Linked DNA regions of Muntiacus reevesi: region 2 is linked to region 1. The links are chromatin contacts, called in public Hi-C maps. All regions are on one chromosome and are shown on one strand. The core of a region is the stretch at or near the end of the contact, and the rest is flanking DNA. Distances in the headings are between cores, read along the strand shown. Region 1 holds the start of MTMR2 (myotubularin related protein 2). Region 2 holds the start of JRKL (JRK like).

Region 1 (6,226 bases), core at 1,442-3,941:
GCTGAAGCTGAAACTCCAATGGTTTGGCCACCTGATGCAAAGAGCTGACTCACTGGAAAGACCCTGATGCTGGGAAAGACTGAAGGTGGGAGGAGAAAGGGACGGGAGAGGATGAGATGGTTGGATGGCATCACTGACACGTTGGACAGGAGTTTGAGTAAACTCCGGAAGTTGGTGAAGGACAGGGAAGCCTGGCGTGCTGCAGTCCATGGGGTGGCAAAGAGTCAGACACGACTGAGTGCCTGAAGTGAACTGAAAAAGTGAACTGAGTAGCAGAAAGTACAAGGGTTACTGTCCAAGGATTCATCAGCTTTTACCAAACTTAGATTGGAAAATCCATGTCGAGACATCAGGTGACAGTGAGCCAACAATTTGGAAGACAGGTAGGGATTGAAAAGCATTAGCAAGTTTTTTTTTTTTCCTAATGAATCATTATAGATATTTATTCTTGTTTCTGACTACCTGTTCTCTTTGCCTATCAGAGTACAGTTAAGCTCTCTTTATAGATTATAGAAATAAAAAACAATAGTTGTCATCCAGCACCTGCCAAGCTAGAGAATGGAACAGAAAGGCCAAGTCTTTTTGCTTCAATACATATTCATTCATTGTAAAAAGTACAACAGTGGCAGATTTTATTTCCTTGGGCTCCAAAATCACTGCGGATGCTGACGACAGCCATGAAATTAACACATTTGCTCCTTGGAAGAAAAGCTATGCCAAACCTAGACAGCATGTTAAAAAGCAGAGACATCACTTTGCCAACAAAGGTCCACATAGTCAAAGCTATGGTTTTTCCAGTAGTCATGTACTGATGTGAGAGCTGGATCATAAAGGCTGAGCACTGAAAAACTGATGTTTTCCAATTGTGGTGCTGGAGAAGACACTTGAGAGTCTCTTGGACAGTAAGGAGATAAGGAAATCAACACTCAATTTTCATTGGAAGGACAGTCGCTGAAGTTGAAGCTCCAATACTTTGGCCACCTGATGTGAAGAGCCAACTCATTAGAAAAGACCTGATCCTGGGAAAGATTGAGGGCAAGAGGAGGAGATGGCAGCGGATGAGATGGTTAGATACCATCACCAACTCATTGGACATGAATTTGAGATAGTGATGGACAGAGAAGCCTGGCCAGCTGCAGTCCATGGGTCTCAAAGAGTTGGACAGGACTTAGCGACTGAACAACAACAAACTATAGTTTAGACAGAACACAACTAGGTTAGCTGCTCTTCTGAGGAACGTACTTGCAAGTTAATATTTCACTGCTTCTATACCTTGAGACTTTCCTAAAGACATCATTTACTGCGAGTGTAAATTACATCTAGTTTAAATCAACATAATTCTATTTACCCTAGCAAGGCAGCTTTTTTTTTAAACTACTCATTGTCTTCATTTCTTTCACAGAAATAACCTTTGCATATTTTTATACCATGTACATGAGGTGACTATGATTCCGTCTCAACCAGAGAAATTCCTTTATGATATCCTTTCCATGGCCTTCCTTTGTCCTCTGTGATAGAAAATTACCAGCAGAAGCACTTCCCCTTCACCCAGTTCCTGTTCTCTTATCACAGATTATCCGTTTACACTCCCTTCCTGCCTTGTTGGGGAATTTGAGGGCAGGGAAAGACGGCTAAACCTTTGCCTTCTATCCAATAGCCACTGCAGCCAATGGTATATATATCTGTTGCACATTTAACAGTTTCCTCGCCAATTCCTCTTTCATACCTTTCTGTGTGGACAATGGATTAATGCCAAAGTGGTTTTTCCCCTTCACACCCTTCAAAATCACAGAGTTTAATCCAAGCTACAGCAGGACTGATAGTTCCAGCTTTTATTTTTTTGTAGTGCCCTTTCTATAAAGGTGGGCCAGGGGTGCAAGGGAAACAGAATGATGAGCAATTTTTTTCCTACCTGGTTTATACTTTCCATACTACCCTTACCATACCAATCACTTCTTCCTTCTCAACTCCCTCGTCTCCTGTAGCTATCACGTTTGAAACTGTGCTAGAAACTGCTTATACACACTAGTCCACTTCATCCTAACCACCCTTATGGAGAGGGTAGTAATACTACTTACATTTGAAGGCTTTCTATGTATGAAGGATTGTTTTAAATGTTTAAGATGTATTAAGTCATCTAATCTGTGAAGTTGGTTTTCCTGTTTTACAGATAAAAAAGTTAATGTTCCATGCCTTGGGTTACACTGCAAATAACTGAGAGAGGCAGGATTTGAATCCACTAATTTAAAGTAGGCTTTAATTATGATTTAATGAGCAATTACTTAATCATATTCAGCCCTTGACCTGATGAGTATTTCGCCATCTCACCTCTCACAGCCTCATCCTTTACGCGAACCAGTCAGTGTTCAGGGCCTCCCTTCCTCATCCCCCCACGCCTCTCATCCTACGGTCTGCCCACATCCTTTATTATTCTGTCCTCTCCCCCGACCCCCACATTTCCGTCACAATCGTCCCCGTCGTTAAGGTCCTTGTTTTTCTTCAGACCCTCGTCCGTAGTACTCGCTGCTTCCTTGATGATTTTTAAAACGGCCCCTCCTCCTGCAGCCCCGGCTCCCGCCGGCCTCAGAGGAGCCTCGGCCCTCAGGCGCCGTCACGCGCTCCCAGGCCCCGGCGGCCGCGCGGGGTGGCGGCGTGCGAGGCGCGCGAGGGCGGGCGGCGCCCCCGGCTCCCGGCAGCGCCCGCGCGGTGCAGGCTGGGGGAACATGGCCGCTTCCGGTCTCCCTGCCGGGCCGGCGCGGGCCTGAGCTCGGACCCTGCCCGTCGCACCCCGCCCTCAGCTCCTCCCGCCGGGCAGCCGCGGCGGTCGCCGCAGGCTTTTCCTCCCGCTGCCCCCGCGCCGCGCCATGGAGAAGAGCTCGAGTTGCGAGAGTCTTGGCTCCCAGCCAGCAGTAGCACGGCCGCCCAGCGTGGACTCCCTGTCCAGGTAACCGGGGCCCGCCGAGCGTCCGAGGGGGATGAAGAGGGGCCCGGGACCCGCTGGACGGCGCCCCACCTCGCGGGCTCCGGGACTGGGAAGCTGCGCCGGAATTCCTTCCCTCAGGCTGGGAACAACTTCTTCCTTCCTCTCTGCGGGTTAGAGGCTGGGAAAGAGGAGGTTAAAACTCTGCGGTTCTTCATCGGCCTTACCTTTTATATTCTGGCGTTTTTATCCGCGGCTGAGGACGCCTCGGCCCACTACATCCTCTGATCTCTCATTTCCCTCTTAATTCATTTTTTGGACAGCCCTTCCCCAACTCTGTCCCCTCCCCCCCATCTCCTCCCTTTTTCTGGACGACTCTTTTCTGACACCGTTCTCCTGTCTTTTCCGACACCGTTCTCCTGTCTTTTCCATCCGTCTTTCAGTCTTCGGTTTCTGGGTTCTTGCCCACCTTTTCCGCTCTTTCCCGTCACTTCACTTGCCTCTTACGATTTCCTTGCATTCTGATCTTCGCCCTCCCCCCAACTTTGCCTTAAAATGTAAGCAAGAGTACCCCCACCGTGAATCTTCGAACTGAACGTTGTTATTCCTGAGTAATGAGGGGTAGTTTTCGTCCGTCCTGGGCTACCGGTTCTCCAGGTTTCCATCTTGTATCAGCTGGGATTTTTTTCCCCTGGAATTTTGAGGAGGATTTTACTATGCAGCTTTTCACACAGTTGTCGTGACTGTTAACTTGACGTGTTTCAAAGGCAGTTTTTTCCTTTTGTTTTAAAATAGTAATTTAAATTTTATTAAGAAATAATGGAAGACCTGTATTGTTTTACTGCTACGTTGAAATCAGGTTCTTTTCCTTTGAAAAAGTCTAGTTATTGTTAGTTATTAGATACTAAACCGCTGTAAACTAGCACGTTTCATTTTTTCCCCCGTGAATAAATTGGCGTTGCTCTCTTTTAATTCTTTTTGGACTCTGCTAAATACGGGTGATACTACCATTGTTTTCGCTGTTGCTGTTCAAGACCTCATTGGGAAGTCAGTCATTACCTGATCCCACCTTTCTTTATTAGATTCTCTTCCTAAATGTGTTCATAGCCACCTGCCCACCCTTTTTATAGTGTTTTTAACAAGCACAGTTTGGTTTAATTGTCTTCTCTACTAGACTATAAGCTACTTGAGGACAAGGATCATATCGTATTGGTTTTCATATCACCATCATTTAACAGAGACCCTGCCTATCAGAGGTGCTTAATAAAATTGTTTTTTGAATTTGTAGATTGAATTATGCTGGAGAGTGATTTTGCATTTGATTATGTACCACTAGTGTGCATTTGTTTCAGGTGTTTTTTAGGTGTATTGCTCTGAAATTTAGGTCTTCCCTGGTGCCTCGGAAGGTGAAGAATCTGCCTGCCATGAAATTTAGAAGGCTGGGGGATTTACACTCAGCTGTAAAATCATTCAGAAAACAGTTTGGAAAATTATAATTTTATGGGAAAGTTACAAATGACAACTATGGCTCAGGATAGAATGTAAAGAAAACAAATGAGACAACTGAGGTAATCTCACCCAAGGGAGGGTTTGGAACCACAGGAGGCAGCATAGTCTTGTTAGAAAAGTGCTGGATGTCAGGAGGCTCAAGCTCTTTACTCCTAGGCTCAGTCAGTCATTTGGCCTGTCTCATTTAACCTCTCAAGTCTGCAATTTTCTCATATTTTGAAATAAGGTGGGGGAAGGGAGAGTTTTATCTAGAACATCTATAAGGTCCCTTTAAGCTTTAAAAACCTGTCAGTTCTGTATCTTAATGATAATAACCTTTGTTTTGAATTTTTGAAATTACACTAAACGTTTATATCACACAACTAGGTTAGTTTTGCCAATTAAGCACATTTATTTACTAAAAGAAAAAGCCCAACAACTTCAAAGTTTATATGTATATGTTTTAACTTCTTAATGAAACATTAGGTTACATATGAATATGGGAAAGTTAAGAATTCTTTGAATTTTTACTGGAGTTTGTTGTCTTCATCCTCTCCAGATAAAACTATAAGTATGGCTCTACTTTCACAGGAAAATGCCGGATTTCATTCCTGTTCTCTGGAAGAGTAGAAAAATAACATTTATTGATTGTCTATAGAATTCATCCTGCTAAATTCTTTCATATCTTTTATTTTGTGAATCATAACACCTATTTGTGGCACTCTTTAATCAACATTATAAGATAGCTGGATTGTAGACACTTGTTAGAAAGCTTAATTTTAAACTTAATTTAGAGTAACAGTCAAATCACAGATGATTCTAATACAGAGGGAGGGTGTATACAACTATGGTTACAACAGCAATGTTACCTAACTACCCAGATTAAGTTTATTACTTTTGTTATCCTATGGTTAAGTGAAATATTGGTGTTTGAACTGTATTATCTCAGTCTTTTGCAGAAATCTCATTCTTAAATTGTTGTTCTGCTTTTGTTTTATACAATTAGAAAATTCTCATTTTCTAATTTTCAGCTAGGAAAATTGCCTTGTGAAATTACTTTGATATCTCCTGCAAAATAATAGTTAATAATTCTATTCAGTGTATTACAGATTGTGATTTGCACAATAGATTACCAAATTTCTGCTGAGTTCAGTTTCAAGGAAATTTTTGCTTATGCTTTCTGTTTGTTTCAAAATGGAAACTATGTAGCTGCATCTTCAATTTGGCAAAAAGTCTTCAGTCAAATTTATTACTGAAGTTGGTAATATATTCATCTTTAATTCCTTCAAATACTCCTACTATTAGATGGAGCCAGCTTAAATATTATGTTTAAATGTGTTAATTTGTAAAATGTTTTATACTCTTTTGGGAAGTAGGAAAATTATAAACTGTAACCCATGTGGTTGCCCGTTGTTTTTTGGAAAATGACACCCTCCATTTAGGTTGAGTGATTGGCTCTTGTGGGAACTGTAGTTCACACTGAATATATGTTGAGTTTTAATATCTATATATCCACAGTCTATGTATATCTATAAATCTGTAGTCAGCTCAGAATTGCTATTGCTTCTAGCTTTGCCTTCTAGGCCATGATAAGCCTGATATCTTTGTTCACAGAAGAGCAATTTCATTCTTAATATGATATTCAGATAGTAGTTTCTATCAGCTATAGCTGATTAGCAGTTATGTCATCTTGCATGCTTAAGCTAATTTTCTTTGGCGAGTCCTGCTTGGTATTGCTTGCTTGAGTGAACTGTTCAGCAGTTCTTGTATATCCTGCTGTTGTCCGTTCATCACACATGTCTTGCCCAACACAGAGAG
Region 2 (6,587 bases), core at 1,937-4,436, 470 kb before region 1:
AAATTCCTTAGAATCTGTCACTTTCCATAATCATTTCTGCTTTCCTCATAACAGATCATAACTTATGGCTTATTAAAAATAAAAACTCTTTTCACTCTTCTTTTCACATCATATAAAAGGAGAAAGTATCACCAAACTTTTCAAATTATAACACTTTCAAGTATATAGTAAAAAAGAAAAAAAACTTACAAATACCCAAAATGTTCCCTCACATATAGGTGGGTGCTCACATAACCATATGTAACATTACAAAACCTGTACTATAATTAGATGAATAAATACTAGACCTATACTGTTATCCAATTAATAATATAATAAGATCCAATTAAGACAAGCCTATTTATTCCCTTTTTATAAATAACCTAAAGTTCCCCAAATTTTCACTTCCCTGTTTCTACAAATGAATAAGTCAGAATATCAGCTTTCCAATAGTTTTCTAAATTTTCTAGTTTTCGAAGTTAGCACCACTTCCTATATTTACTTCATTTCCAGAGAAATCTCCCCTCTAAAAAACAAAGAAAAGCATGATTCCTAAGTTATTTTATTAATTCACAGATCAGTTTTCTCATTTTGAATTATTATAGATCACTCATTCCAAATATACAAATAATCACTTAAGATGGTTAGCACAATAAAAGATTACTGTGGCTGCCCTCACACAAGAAACAAAAGATTTCAGGAAAGTGCTCTATCTGTTCACTGTTACTTGTAACTTCTGCTAGAAATTTTATGGAATACCACTGTAATGGAAGGGATAATTGTAGATCTATGAAAGTGAATACATATGCATATGTAACTTACACCTATACAGAATCAGCTTCTGATTATCTACACAAATAACCGGACAGATGCTACAAAACACATAAGCCTTAAACCGCTTCAGATACTTTCTTTTTTTGTATCTATATTTCACAGGGCTGTGTCTGAGAATTCATAACACCAAGTAAAGCCATATTGCAAAGAGGTCAAGAGTTACACAATTACCAAAACAATGCTAAGGCAGATATGCCATTACTGACTTGAGTTTGCCATCTTTTGTTTATTTCTGATGGTGGCTCGAAGTTTACGTATCACCAGTCTATCAGGCAGAATCATATCACCTTGTTGTTCTAGATAATCCAATAAATTTTCAGTCCATTGGAGAGCAGCTGCATGATTAATATGTTTCTCTGGAATCAGTTCTATTTCCTCCTCTTCCTCTTCACTGGATTCATCTGTCTGACCTTGTGCTCTTTTGATGATTTCGCTGTCAGTTAAGACTTCATAGCCTGGTTCAGTACTGTCCACTTCAAGCCATTTTTCAATGTTCTCAGTAGGCACATTTTCCAATCCTTTGGTGTGTTGTAAAATGGTAGCAATGGCAGCCACTGAGATATCTTCCCCATCAAAGTCTAGGCCTTCTTTCTCCTCTATGGTAGGGAGAATCTTCTTCCATGCTCTGCTGATGGTAACTGGCTTTACTAAATTCCATGCCATTGCTATTTCATAAAGTGCATCTAGTAGAGTTAGCTTCTTCCAGAATGACCTCAGGTCATTGCCTTCTTCCAAGTTGTTCTGGAGAAGACGTGCTCGGTAGTTTCTCTTCATTGTAGCTATGACTCCCTGATTCAAGGGCTGAATCAACGAAGCCACATTAGGTGGTAAATATTTAGCAAATATTTGGCCATCATCTGACCTCAGGACGTTTTCATTTGGATGTGTTGGTGAATTATCCAATAAGAGTATAGCCTTTTCTTGCAACCCTTTGGATCTTAAGTGCTCTCGAACTTGGGGCACAAAAATCTTATCAAACCACTGTCGGAAAATGGAAAGATCCATCCATGCGCCTTTTTGGCTGAAATAAGAGACTGGCAGGTTTGAGGTGTCAGCTGACTTGAAAGAGCGAGGTTTCTTTGCTTTCCCCACAACACAAAGCTTAAGTTTGTGTAAACCTGTTGCATTGGCACAACACATGATAGTGACTCTTTCTTCCACTGACTTGTGCCCAGGGACTGTGCATTTACCTTTGATTACCGAAGTCCTGGAAGGCAGACATTTCCAAAACAGTCCAGTTTCATCTGCATTGTAGATTTGCTCGGGCTGCAAATTCTCTCGTTCAATATAGTCTCGAAAGTTGCTGCAAAAATCCTCCACAGCAGTCTCATCTCCACTTAATCTTTCATTTCTAATATTAATCTCTCTAATGCTGTGCCGTTGCTTAAAACGAGTTAACCAACCGGCAGAGGGGTTAAAATCACCATCCATTCCCAAAGCATAAAAGAAGAACTCTGCCCTTTTTGCACAAATTGGTCCAGACACGGGATTCCCTTTTGCTCTTTGCTGGTTGAACCATTCTAGCATCGCTTTGTCCAGTTCCTCATACATGGATGGTTTCATAGATTTCCTCTTAGCCAGAAGACTTGTAGAGTCTGAACTGCTTGCATAAGTTATGATCTTTTCCTTATTTTTCCTTATATCTCGAACTGTCGTTTCGCCAATTCCATAAATCACTGCCAGTTGTTTGGAAGAACCTCCATCTTCAAGTTTCTTTATTATATCAAGCTTATCTTTAATGGTCAACACCACACGCTTCCGTTTCCCTGACATGGTGAGGCTGTGGGACCCAGTTCGCACACTCACGGAAGCAACCCACAAAATTCTGCCTACTCTCACTGACTCACTTTAACACAACCTTACACACTCACTCTTTCAACCTCACCAGGAACCCGGTGGCCCTGACCCCGTCCCTAGCTGGACTTGGCTGGCGGAAGTTTCAGGGCTCAGGCCTTTAACTTTACTTGGGCAGCAGAGGAGGCCCAAGTCACCGCGGATAATCCGGATTACAAACATCTGTTTTATTCCCCCGGAGGCCGCGAGAAAGACTAGCTCCCCATCGCGACCACAAACCTCCTTCAGGCCCAGATCGCAGGTCAACAGCCGTCACTAACCTCTGCCACACCCCAAAGTTACCGCCGAGAGCGGAAGAGTCAGGGAGTCGGGGACTGGCCCCCTTCCCCAGAGGGACGTGACGCTGGATTCCTTCTCCAGCAGCCAGACCTTTCCACAGCAAGCCCCACTTCCCCGCGTCGGGCTTACTTAGTCTGCACGGTCCTCCCGGCCCCTCACAAGGCCGCCGAGACCCTCTCCCAACCTCAGTCGGAACCAGGACCCCTCGGCGGCGCCCTGCCTAACGCGCGGCAACCGCTCCTCCCACTAGCGCCCGCTCCCGGAAGACGCCCCCTCCCGCGCGCGGCCCCGCCCCTCGCCCCGCCCAGAGGCGGGACTTCCCTTGGAGCCCGGAAGGAGGAGGAGCGTCGCCCGTCCGGACTTGGGTACCTGGGCGGAGGCAGAGGCGGAGGCGGAGGCTAAGGAGGTTTGAAAGGTGAGAGCGCGGGGGCGGTGCGCGCTCCCTCGGGGCGGGGACTCGCTTTTGCTCCGGCTGCTGAGGGTTTGTTGGAGGGCCGGGGGACGCCGCTCCTCTCAGCCTGCAGGCGGGAAACGTTCCCGCGGGCGCGCTCGGGGTGGGTGGGACTGCTTCCCGCACTGCGCTTCGTTCCCCTCGCGCGCCGTGGGGTCCGGGCTGCGACGGGCGTGTCGCCCGCTCCTTCCGCGAAGGGGCAGTGGGCCGGCCGGATGCACGGGACGCGGAGGGTGACTTCGCGCGCTTCTCTAGTCTTTCCAGATCTCGGTTGCTTTCTGGGGGTCGAGCGCCTGTAAGCTCTGGGGGTCTGTGACGTCCCGCGCGCGCCCTCGCCAAGCCGTGTCGGAGGGTCCCGAGTTCCAGCTGCGGCGCCCTTCCCATCAGGTGGCTAGTGGTGGCCGGGCGGGCTTGCTGCGCCAGGCGTCTGTGTCCCGCGGAGGAGCCAGGTTTGTATCACGAGATACAGAGTATCTGGTGTTGCACTCTGCTGTTAGCTCCCCAGAGGCTCTGTTCCTTCCTCAACCCCTCAGCCCTGCTGAATTTAGCGAACCATCTTCAGGGTTATAGATTTCGATGAATGCTATAGTAGTCTGGGATGCCAGCTGGCAGGATTCACTCTATGCGAAATTGTGGAATACTGAACGGTGAGCCTAAGTGGGGGACATTGGCTTTTTCTATATATTTCTTGCTGTTTTCCTACTTGTGTCGTGTAGTGCTGCCCTGTTTTCGCGGAAGAACTATGATGCATTTGTTCCCAGCAATATGATAAGAGCAAAAAAAAAAAAAGGAATCATATTCTGTAGCCCTTAAATCATGTATTACTCTGGCTTGTTTCGATGTTCCTTTCATGAGATTGTGAGCTCCATGGGAGCTGAGACCATGTGGTTGAATTCTTCGAGAAACGCCCCAGGTCCTAATTGGTGCCAGCGCATCGTGTATACATTCAGTGCTTTGGTTTGTCACGGTTTCTTCTTCGAACTGTCATACAAAAGGGAACCTTAAGGAGGGGTAGGTAATGTTTTTCAGATAGGGCGCATCCCTTCAGTTGGAATTTCAGGTAATGGTGGAAGTTCCACTTCCCTTCAAATTTTTAATTTTTAAACTACCACCTACATTTTCATAGGGCAAGTGGATGATTCCTAGAATGAATCTTTTTTTGATGAATTAACCTCAAAGTCTAGAATAAAGGATATTTCTTCTGATAAGAAATTCAGGTAGCATCAAAGTACGTACCCGTTTAGTCACCCCAGTGTTAGCGAAAGAGCACACGCTATATGGGTTATTGCCCTGACATTGTTTGGCAGACAAGATAGTAAGTGATTTTCACCATGAAGCACAAAGATGAGATAGTACTGATCATCCTCATTCACTTATTTAATGCTTTCTGTTTGGAGCTTCTATTTTTCTTTTTGCCTAACAGGTTAGATATCATTAAAATTTTGCTTAAACTTTGATTTCAAGAAATTGAGTGTATACTCAGCCTATATAAAAATTACATCCATTTGCCTGGACTGTTTTCCGAGTGAATTCTCATGCTCAAGAGATGTTTTACCCATCAACCTTCATTTCTCTTGAGGAGATTCAGGTCACTCACCTTTTCCCTCTGTCATCCTTCTTCTCTCCCCAGCTCACAAAGTAAAAGTATCCACAATTTAAAAAAAGAGCCAGCCATAATCAAATTATCTTTTTCAATGACAGAATTTTTGACAATAAACAGCAGTTTGACATATGAAAGAGGCCCTGGAAATTTGGCACTTGGCCAAATGAAATTTTGTTTGTTTCCAAATGAAATTTTGTTTGTTTAGGTAAAGTTTGCCTCCTCAATATTCAACACTGAAGTTTTCCAAGATCAATTTTTTGTCACCAGAGACTGCCTTTCTTTGGGATCTTTACATTTGGATTCAATGGGGAATCCCTTAAATTTTGTAATCCGTGTTGTCAGTAAGGTGGTAGAGGGAAGCCTTCAAATTTTCATCTCTGTTGCACATTCTTGTTTTGCGTTTTGGATAAATAATTTTTAGAAGTTTTTGGCCTAGCTCACGTGCTCAGTTACATAATTGAAAAAGTATGTTTGTAAACTTACTCAGACTATTTTAATGATATTTTTTGAAACTAAAATTTAGAGTGAATGAGAGATACAATAATGACTTTTTGAAAGCATAACTTTTCCTACTTTGTACAAATATAATATTGGCAGCAGTCATTGTGTAACGCTGGACTGGGAATCAGAAGACCTGGTTTCTAATCCCTGTTCTGTCACTAAAGAGCTGTGTGATCTTTGGTAAGTCATTTAAAATCTATGTCCTTGGCCTTGACTTTTATAATTGAAGATAGATAATATCTTCCTTCTAGGATCATTGTCAGGACTTTAAAATATATCTGAAAATGCCCTGAAAATACATAAAGGGTGTTTTAATAGCTTAACTCTGTGGCAGTCACGGGTATTTGTATAGTGTGACATTCTTAGTTGTTTCTGCCATCATAAGAGTCACCTCTTGATACGATAAATAGCTGTTTTTCACATGGTACAGTTTTGTGAGATAAACATCTAGTGTGTATGAAACTGCTTTTGAGTACTAATAAAAGGCATCTTTTACTTTAATGTTCCTACAGGCCACTCTTTAGTGTATCTACTGAGGCCATATTTGTCTTTGGTTTTCATAAACTTTTTTTCCATTACTTCTCCCAATTCAGAGAGATTTTTATAAAACAGCCTTACCTTCTTATTACAGTGAAAAGCATATATACAGTTAGCTTGCACAAATTTATAACTATATGTGCTTTAAAAATCCTTCTTTGTACTACATGGCTTCAAAATACAACCTGTATAATTTTACCTAGTGCTTAATAAAAAGAAACAGTAATCAGTTTAAAACTTGAAAGAGAAACTGGGTGGACATATTTTGAAGCATTATGGAGTACAAAAATCCATACTTTGTAAAGCAATATAGAGATCTTTGAAAAAGTACAGTTTTATTCTTTGCTTATTTTAATACATATCTTCTGTAAGATGCAATCTGAGTGTAATTTCAAATAGCAGAATATTTGGTCTATGGACTAGGATTTGTTTGATTGCTATTACAATGCTGAATGTATCTTGTAGCAGTTACTGTGATAAGATTGCCTACATGATAATTTATTTTGTATAGTCTTAGCAACTGTTCTTATTTTGTATGAGTTGTTACCA

Evidence for each region. Hi-C and Micro-C count contacts between places; a contact is called where the count stands out from the background.
Region 2: a Hi-C map of blood shows a contact between it and region 1, with 2.7 times the contacts expected there. The contact joins the promoter of JRKL here to the promoter of MTMR2 in region 1. A contact is called at or near these places in 2 of 3 Hi-C or Micro-C datasets (blood and muscle).

The regions. Positions count from the first base shown.
Region 1 is chr9:76,639,781-76,646,006 of mMunRee1.1, reverse strand. It overlaps MTMR2 (myotubularin related protein 2), which reads left to right and starts at 2,691. Exons shown (of 15, transcript XM_065943970.1): 1 at 2,691-2,944. The coding sequence starts at 2,865. It overlaps LOC136174122 (a long non-coding RNA gene), which reads right to left and starts at 3,244. Exons shown (of 3, transcript XR_010664382.1): 1 at 3,148-3,244.
Region 2 is chr9:77,110,540-77,117,126 of mMunRee1.1, reverse strand. JRKL (JRK like) reads right to left here and starts at 3,186. Exons shown (of 1, transcript XM_065945212.1): 1 at 888-3,186. The coding sequence starts at 2,586. The coding sequence ends at 1,012. CCDC82 (coiled-coil domain containing 82) reads left to right here and starts at 3,291. Exons shown (of 10, transcript XM_065944016.1): 1 at 3,291-3,361; 2 at 3,662-3,846; 3 at 5,598-5,681.